Linked DNA regions of Pan troglodytes: region 1 is linked to region 2. Evidence: chromatin contacts called from public HiChIP or PLAC-seq data. All regions are on one chromosome and are shown on one strand. Each heading gives the region's core, a stretch centred on a gene start, on an enhancer-like site or on the middle of the called end of the contact. The rest is flanking DNA. Distances are from core to core; before and after follow the strand shown. Region 1 holds the start of FKBP3 (FKBP prolyl isomerase 3). Region 2 holds the start of TOGARAM1 (TOG array regulator of axonemal microtubules 1).

Evidence for each region. HiChIP or PLAC-seq counts read pairs in DNA pulled down with a chosen protein or histone mark.
Region 1: an H3K4me3 HiChIP or PLAC-seq map of stem cell-derived excitatory neurons shows a contact between it and region 2, with 2.2 times the contacts expected there. The contact joins the promoter of FKBP3 here to the promoter of TOGARAM1 in region 2. A contact is called at or near these places in 1 of 7 Hi-C or Micro-C datasets (stem cell-derived neural progenitor cells) and 1 of 1 datasets of contacts at active chromatin or transcription factors (stem cell-derived excitatory neurons).

What each region holds. Positions count from the first base shown.
Region 1 is chr15:43,211,646-43,216,090 of NHGRI_mPanTro3-v2.0_pri, forward strand. It overlaps FKBP3 (FKBP prolyl isomerase 3), which reads right to left and starts at 1,740. Exons shown (of 7, transcript XM_509926.8): 1 at 1,502-1,740. The coding sequence starts at 1,609. It overlaps FANCM (FA complementation group M), which reads left to right and starts at 2,959. Exons shown (of 23, transcript XM_509928.7): 1 at 2,959-3,693; 2 at 4,223-4,395. The coding sequence starts at 3,186.
Region 2 is chr15:43,040,058-43,044,699 of NHGRI_mPanTro3-v2.0_pri, forward strand. TOGARAM1 (TOG array regulator of axonemal microtubules 1) reads left to right here and starts at 1,281. Exons shown (of 21, transcript XR_010150936.1): 1 at 1,281-3,758. It overlaps KLHL28 (kelch like family member 28), which reads right to left and starts at 1,258. Exons shown (of 5, transcript XM_016926034.4): 1 at 888-1,258.

The DNA.
Region 1 (4,445 bases), core at 490-2,989, 170 kb after region 2:
AAGAATATGATGGATGAAGTACATGACTGAGGTATTATTAAATGTTAATGATGTCTATTCTATTGTTTCAGATGAAATACGAATTGGCTTAAGAGAAAATAGTTCCATTAAAATGGGGTAAGATCCCCGACACATGTTCTTTCTTTTTCACCCTTGTACCTCCAAACACTGAGAATAGTTCTTGTTACAGATGTTGTATTAATATCTGCTAAATTAATCTAAGATGCGGATGCCAGGATAATAATTAAGGAAGAAGGCACTGGAAGTTGGAGAGTTCTTCTATCTCCCTGTCATGACGCCCGCCCAAAATGAAAATAAAATATAAGCTTCTCAAAATAACCCAGAAATAGTGGCTCAGGCCTGTAATCCCAGCACTTTGGGAGGCCGAGGCGGGCGGACCACGAGGTCAGGAGATCGAGACCATCCTGACTAACACTGTGAAACCCCGTCTCTATTAAAAATACAGAAAATTAACCTGGCGTGGTGGCACGCGCCTGTAGTCCTAGCTACTCGGGAGGCAGAGGCAGGAGAATCCTTTGAACCCGGGAGGCGGAGGTTGCAGTGAGCCGAGATCGCGCCACTGCACTCCAGCCTGGGCAACAGAGAGAGACTCCATCTCAAACAAACAAACAAAAAAACCCAGAAACAGTTTTTCTAAAAGAAAAGTTTAGAATTTTAAAAAATGTATAGAAAACACAAGCAGGCTGCCGCTTGTAAGAGAATGCTGCGTGCACAACTATTTCAGCAATTTAACAGATGCATGAATGAACTTATTTTCCAAAGGAAAAACAAGTGTGACAAAAATAACTTGACTATAGACGGATGGTTAAGATGGAGACTATGCTGACAAATGGAGAGCCTACAGTATAAAGCATTTCAAATAAATTTCTTAGTCTGTTTATAACAATGACAGACCACTGCACAAGAGAAATGTGCATGTAGCTCCCTTAAAGTATAAAGGTGAAAAGGTCATTTAAAGGGTCGATATGTTAAATCAAAACTTAAACCACAACCTACGGATTTTTTAAAAATCACACGTATTAATGTTCAGTATTTAGTAAACTGTTGAGAAAAGCAAGTTGGATACACCGTTCCCACAGAAATCTTCACATCCCTTCCCATTTCCCTAGTAGCCGGCGCCCCGCTCCCAGGAGTCTCATCCACACCACTATTCCTCGGCCTCTCCGCCCTAGCCCCCAATATTCTCGGGTTCCTATTTTTCTGGCCTCCACCCTCACTCAAGGATCCCAATGAGGTTCTAACTCTACAATTGCAGCCTGTGTGCCCCAAGAAATAAAGCTGCTCCCCTGCCCCAGTAGAGAACGCCCGAGAGGCGGGAGCGAGGCACCAAAGCACAAGCTGGGCCGCTCCGGCCTTCCAGGCCACCGGCCGCGGGAAGACGAGGGCGGGGGCACAGAGGAATACGGAATGTATGGGCATCTCCAGGGGGGTGAGGCGTCCCTCAGCAGCACCAGCCCGGCCGCCCCTACGCCTCCGGTACCGAATCTGAACCGTGTTCCTGCAGAAACTTGATAATGTCCTTCTTGGGCAGCTGCTCACTGCGCAGCTGCTCCACGGTCCACGCCCGCTGTGGAACGGCCGCCGCCATCTTCCCCCGCTGCCTCCGCTTTACTGAGCCAGCCCGCCGCAGTTCGGCATCGCCCCGCCCCCTAGGGCGGGGCGTGGCCACTCACGGAGGTCGAGGGGCGGGCCTCTGCTCTAGCAGTCGGGATTGGGGCCTGTCTTTGAGTGACGTCAAGGCTGTGCTATGAGGGCTTCTTTGTTGAGTCCGGGTTGAAAAACCTACCGCGGTCGTCTCTGCAGTCGACTGAGTAGAAGACCGCTAGAGATCTTCGATTCTGAATTAGACCCCTTGTGAAGCGACCTCTGATGGTAGCGACATTTATCAACCATTACCCACATTTAAGGCAGCTATGCCTTTAAAGTCCAGTCTATAACCTGTTAAAAGAAAACAGCATTCAGGCTCCTTATCTCGTTTTATCTAGTTCTAGCCTAAAAAGTCACACCTGAAGTGCTTCAGTCCTTGTCGATCCGAAAACCCATATCCCACCATTTCCCTTTTAAAGATCACACAACCGAAACTTAAATACAAACTGCCCATCCCCTTCCCCCCATACAAATACGAGAAAGTTTGTCCAAAACGAAGTTCAGAAACTTGAACAAATAAAACAATTTATAAAGAAGCCGCACTCAGGATGCCACTTGCTGATGAGAATGACATTATTAATGCTTGTAACTCTGTGATGTATATTTTTTTCTCAGTACACGAGGAAACAAATTTACAGAGGTTACTCAAAGTCAGGTTTAGAGAGAAGTCAGGAATTATTTGAGATAGAAATCTTCGTTAGAGTGGAATAATTGCACACCGACGTTTATTATAATGCTCTTATCTATAATAAAGATTTAATAGTTGAACATCAGGACTCCTTACTTAAAAAAATCTAGGCTGACTCTGGGCATGTTGCCTATGAGTTAGCTCTGCTTTGCAAGGAGCATTAAAAAAAAAAAATTCTGACGAATAGCTGGACCAGACCAGGTTCACTTCCCTTTAAACAATGAAAATATTAAAATAATGGGTTGTCACTCCCAGCGCGGTGAAAAAGAGACTTGGCATTTTGTTTTCTCAGCCCAGATAGAGATATAAGACAAATTATTCCTTCTACACATTTTTGCTTTTCACTTTATATTCTGATTTAAAAGTACAAGGAATGAGGCACGTTAGACGCTCAATAACATTAAGTTCCCAAATTGATGGCTATTCCATTGTCCCCGGGTATGTAATATTTTACAATAAATCTCTATTATAACATTTTAAGTGATTTATCACGTTAGCAATGACGCCCAGCCATCTAATCATTGGAAACGGAACTTAAATTTAGAGTTTGTTAAAACAAAACACCGGAACTGCACCGGGGACCATATTTAGAGTAACGCCTTAATAATGCGCATGAGTCTCCGGGAGGGCTGTGAAGGTTTCCGGGAAGCCAGCCAATCATTCCCAACGGAAACTCAGTGGCGGCATTTTCAACTGGATAAAATGGCCTTAGTCCCGCCTTCTCGTTCCAGAGTTTTGTGCGAAGGAAACCGATGGGGATCGGAACCGTAGCGGTTGAGCTGCTGCTGCTACGGATATCTGACAGAAGCCTTCGGTGGTTGTCGGCCTAATGAGCGGACGGCAAAGAACGCTTTTTCAGACGTGGGGCTCAAGTATCTCCCGATCATCTGGGACTCCGGGTTGCAGCTCCGGAACTGAGCGACCTCAGAGCCCTGGCAGCTCCAAGGCGCCTTTGCCAGCAGCAGCGGAGGCTCAGCTGGAGTCGGACGATGATGTGTTGCTTGTCGCGGCGTACGAGGCTGAGCGGCAGTTGTGTCTAGAGAATGGCGGGTTCTGCACCTCCGCGGGCGCCCTGTGGATTTACCCTACCAATTGCCCAGTGCGGGACTACCAGCTGCACATTTCCCGGGCTGCTCTGTTTTGCAATACGCTGGCGTGTCTGCCTACCGGACTGGGAAAGACCTTTATTGCCGCTGTGGTCATGTACAATTTCTACCGCTGGTTCCCTTCAGGAAAGGTGGTCTTCATGGCCCCAACGAAACCCTTGGTGACACAGCAGATCGAGGCTTGCTACCAGGTGATGGGTATCCCGCAATCCCACATGGCCGAAATGACAGGTATCTTAGACTGGACTAATTTTGAAGTAAGAGCTGGGAATTCCTGACCCATGTGGAATAGTTCCCAAGCTACAATATGTGCATCTTACGCCCTCCCTCTTAAAACATTCTCTACTTGTAGCAAGCCCAAAACTGATGAATAGGGTTGCTTTATTCAATCTTCAGAGAATGTCTGCAGCTTGTCATAGTATTTTGAAGCTATTATGTGCGTATACCCCATGGGTAACTGAACATGATGTTTCCTGGCATTCTTCCTGAAAAAGATTTCTCAGTTGAAGAATTTGCCTCTCTTCAAATATGCCATTTTGTAGGAATTTTCTAAAGACAATTTGGTTGTAGTCCTAGATAAGTGCCAGCTTTGATATTTGGAGCACACCAGAACTTTAAAATGTAGCATTCCGATGAATTGTCAAATTGTTTTTCTCTTAATGTTACCAAAGCATGTTTGCATTCTGAAAAAGCCAGACTATTTATATTTTATAGATAACAGTCTGAAGTTTAGAATGTAGAATGTCACTTTTATTTTCAGGGTCTACACAAGCTTTCACCAGGAAGGAAATATGGTGCAGTAAGAGAGTGCTTTTTCTTACACCTCAGGTCATGGTAAATGACCTTTCTAGAGGAGCTTGTCCCGCTGCTGAAATAAAGTGTTTAGTTATTGATGAAGCTCATAAAGCTCTCGGAAACTATGCTTATTGCCAGGTAATAATTTTGTTAAACGGTATTTTGTATTGTAACTGTACTGTTAAAGA
Region 2 (4,642 bases), core at 31-2,530:
ACCCCCCAAAAACAAAACAAAACAAAACTGATATTCAAATCGTACTTTAAGGCAAAAATCCAGAAATTATTTTTGCACTTGCATCAGCTGGGAGCATTATTTATAAAGCTGTTTGGCATATGTGACTCATTTATTCCAAGACTTTAAAAAGTATTTAAGAGAAATCCCACCTGGTACAGAGCAGGGTAGGAATACTTGCATTTGAAGTGCATAAATTTGGGTCTTCAAATGATAACTTAGACTTTTCGCACGAGTCATTCAAAAGTAATTGTATTATTCCTTCAAAAAAAAAAAATCTCTCTTCCACACTCCAAAGCATTCAGGCTCACACTAGACACTCCAGCTCTTCCACTGTGTCCGTTTAAGTATCACTTATGAGAAGGAGAAAATGCACACAAAATTCTCAGTTCGCCTAAAATAAATAAATGTCTACTATCATTCCTAAATCCACAAGGCAGAATTCTCTTAGAACCATGATGCCAAAAAGAACTTCCACCGCAAGTGAAATTGTCTTCGCAATCTCTGTCTCTAGGAGACTGAAAAGCTGCAGAGACGCTTGAGGATCCTGCAGGGAGGCTAGGGCGGCAGACCGAGGGGGCGGAGGTTAGGGGAGAGTCCCACAGAGGAACTGCATTAGAAGGAAAGATTTTGATAACGTCTAAGGGAGAGGCGGTTAGCTACAGGGGAAAAAAAACAGACCTATTTCCATATTATGTACGTTGTAAAGAAAACGCAAAGTGATGAGGGTAAGGAAACGTTGCCAAAAGCAAACAAACAAAAACAAAAAAAATTTAACCCTCTGCGGCCGGAGGGTTAAGAGAAGTCGACAAAAGGAGAAGGGGGAGGCGAATAAAGGCCCCAAAGACCAGGAATTGAAAAAAAAATACCCGATTTGTGAGCTTGGCCGTGGTCCAGATCTTCTGTCCTGATAAGCAGATGGCAAGAGGAAAGGATCGCAGTTACTCAGGGTGGTAGAGAGTAACGCGTTTACAAGGGTGACGAGCCCTGCACAAGAAGATGTCGCCTCTCTTTCCACCTGCTCCGCTCAGTCCTTTGCCTCTTACTCTAGCACCAGTGGCATTCGGGCAAAACACTGCCAAAGCCTGCACCGCTGGAGGACAGCAAAAGGAAAATACCTGAGTCCCAGTAATCACACGGGCAGCGACAGGAGGAGGATCCGCGGACAACTGGAGCCTGGGCTGGATCCTCACTAGCTCCGGTCAAACCCTAACTCTTACGGGTGGGGCGGGCAACTTCCGCCCAGAGCAAAGAAAGCGTCACATCCGTCAAATGTCTTCACCCCTCCTCCCTTCTCCGCTGTAGCTACGTTTACAACGTTCTGACTTCCTCTTCCAGGAGACTTTGGCCTAGTCTCAACACCTGACGTGGACTACATAACCCAGCATTCATCACGGCAAGTGGATTTCCGGGTCAAGAGGTCCGCGCTGGGTACATCACCATGGAAGCAATCGGTTTGGTCACGTGGTGCCCTTGGTTACGCCCGGTGGCAGCTGTGGGGTCTAGGGCTCAGACGGGGGCCATTTTGCCAGAGGCTGCCTCCCGGAGTTGGGGGCGGCCTGGCGGCAGGCTGAAGCTGTTCTTTTGCCTCTTCTGCAGCTTGGGGCTTGGAGAGGATCTGGAAGTCTGGGCTCCATCGAGCCCTTTGGAGACAGCAATGGTTTCTTCCAACCACCACCACCTGACAACCCTGCATGGCGGCTGCCCCCTCCGCGCTGCTTCTGCTGCCGCCCTTTCCAGTCCTCTCTACCTATCGGCTCCAGAGCCGCAGTCGTCCTTCCGCCCCAGAGACTGATGATAGTCGAGTTGGGGGCATTATGAGAGGAGAGAAAAACTACTACTTCCGTGGAGCTGCGGGGGACCACGGTTCCTGCCCCACTACAACTTCGCCTCTGGCCTCGGCCCTCTTGATGCCCTCGGAGGCAGTCTCAAGCAGCTGGTCTGAGTCTGGAGGCGGTTTGTCAGGGGGAGATGAAGAGGACACTCGGCTCCTTCAACTCCTCCGCACTGCCCCGGATCCTTCTGAGGCCTTTCAGGCTTTGCAAGCTGCTTTGCCGCGGCGGGGCGGTCGACTTGGCTTCCCCCGACGCAAGGAAGCTTTGTATCGGGCACTGGGCCGAGTGCTTGTGGAAGGAGGTAGTGATGAGAAGCGGCTTTGCTTGCAACTTCTCTCGGACGTTCTCCGGGGTCAGGGGGAGGCAGGCCAGCTTGAAGAGGCCTTTAGCTTAGCACTTTTGCCTCAACTAGTTGTCTCGTTACGGGAAGAGAATCCAGCCCTGCGGAAAGATGCGCTGCAGATCCTTCATATATGTCTGAAACGTAGTTCTGGAGAGGTGCTGAGAACGCTTATACAACAAGGACTGGAAAGTACCGATGCCCGACTTAGAGCTTCCACAGCACTACTGCTTCCCATCTTGCTTACTACTGAGGACTTGTTGCTTGGTCTGGATCTCACCGAGGTGATAATATCCCTAGCCCGAAAGCTTGGTGATCAGGAGACAGAAGAAGAATCTGAGACAGCTTTCTCCGCACTTCAACAAATTGGGGAGCGACTTGGCCAAGACAGGTTTCAATCTTATATTTCTCGTCTGCCCTCTGCCCTGAGGAGACACTACAATCACCGCCTGGAGTCCCAGTTTGGAAGTCAGGTTCCTTATTATTTGGAACTTGAAGCCTCTGGATTTCCTGAAGATCCCCTTCCCTGTGCAGTGACTCTTTCCAACAGCAATCTTAAATTTGGGATTATTCCTCAGGAGCTGCATTCACGATTATTGGATCAGGAAGACTATAAGAACCGGACCCAGGCCGTCGAAGAACTAAAGCAGGTGCTGGGAAAATTTAACCCTAGTTCTACTCCTCATTCTAGTCTTGTTGGCTTCATTAGTTTGCTGTATAATTTGTTAGACGATTCTAACTTCAAAGTGGTGCATGGCACACTTCAAGTCCTGCATTTACTGGTTATTCGCCTTGGAGAGCAGGTACAGCAGTTCTTGGGACCAGTTATAGCAGCTTCTGTCAAAGTGCTGGCGGACAACAAGTTGGTGATCAAACAAGAATACATGAAAATCTTCCTCAAGCTAATGAAGGAAGTAGGACCTCAGCAGGTGCTTTGTTTACTCCTGGAACATCTCAAACATAAGCATTCCAGAGTGAGAGAGGAGGTGGTGAACATTTGCATCTGCTCCCTGCTGACCTATCCTAGTGAGGATTTTGACTTGCCCAAACTGTCCTTTGATCTTGCCCCAGCTCTTGTAGATAGCAAACGCAGGGTACGCCAAGCAGCTTTAGAAGCTTTTGCCGTATTGGCATCATCAATGGGCTCAGGTAAAACCAGCATCCTTTTTAAAGCTGTGGATACAGTTGAACTGCAAGATAATGGAGATGGAGTGATGAATGCTGTGCAGGCCAGATTGGCTAGGAAAACCTTACCAAGGCTCACAGAGCAGGGATTTGTGGAATATGCAGTACTGATGCCATCTTCTGCCGGGGGTAGGTCAAACCATTTGGCACATGGAGCAGATACGGATTGGCTTTTGGCTGGTAACAGAACTCAGAGTGCACACTGTCACTGTGGTGACCACGTGAGGGATAGCATGCACATTTATGGATCTTACAGCCCAACTATCTGTACCCGAAGGGTATTAAGTGCAGGAAAAGGAAAAAATAAATTACCATGGGAAAATGAGCAACCTGGAATCATGGGAGAAAACCAGACCTCCACTTCCAAGGATATAGAGCAGGTATGCTTCTCTAATTTTCTTGAGTCGAAAGTGTGAAGAATTTAAATGAAAATATGCCCGTGATGACTTAAGGGTCAGCCTGCTTGAGGGAAACATGTTATGCTTTGTTTTAAATCGATTTTAAATCCATTTGAATGTTGGTACTCATTATAATGGTACAGATCACAAAGGACCATTTAATAGGCTTCCTGCTTGATAGATTTAATTAAATTTGAGACACATGTGATATAGACAATACCTAGATTCAGTTTTAGTTACTGTAGCATGTCAGTTTATCTCATTCATACAACAAACATTGAATACCTAGTAGGTGCCAGATAAAGAGCTAAATTCTGGGAATGAAGATGAGGCCAGTTTCACACAGTATAGGAAAAAGGTCAGACCTGGGAATTAGCAGTTAACAAATTCGTTAAGTGCTAAAGTAGAAATATAAAGAGTCCTGCAGGAATACTGAAGACAGAAAAAATAATTCCACTAGAAAAGTAAAAAAAAAAAAAAAGAAAAAGAAAAAGCCTCCACAGAAGACATTTGAACTGAGATTTTCCCCCCAAAGCTTTTATTTAAAAAATTCCAAATCTATAGGTAAGAGTACAATGAATACCCATATACTTCATCTATATTTACCAGTTGTAACATCTTGACATATTTCCTCCATATTTGCTGAACCATTTGAAAGTAAATTGTGGATATCTTGAGATTTCACTCCTAAATATCTCGGCATATATCTCCTAAGAATGACATTCTTCTTTTATAACCATAAATCATTATTGCACCTAAGACTATCAGTAGTAATTCAATAATACGTAACAGACAGCCTGTATTTAAATTTCCCAAATTGTCTCCAAAAGTGTTTTATATTTCTTGTTTTACTTTTATCATCCAGG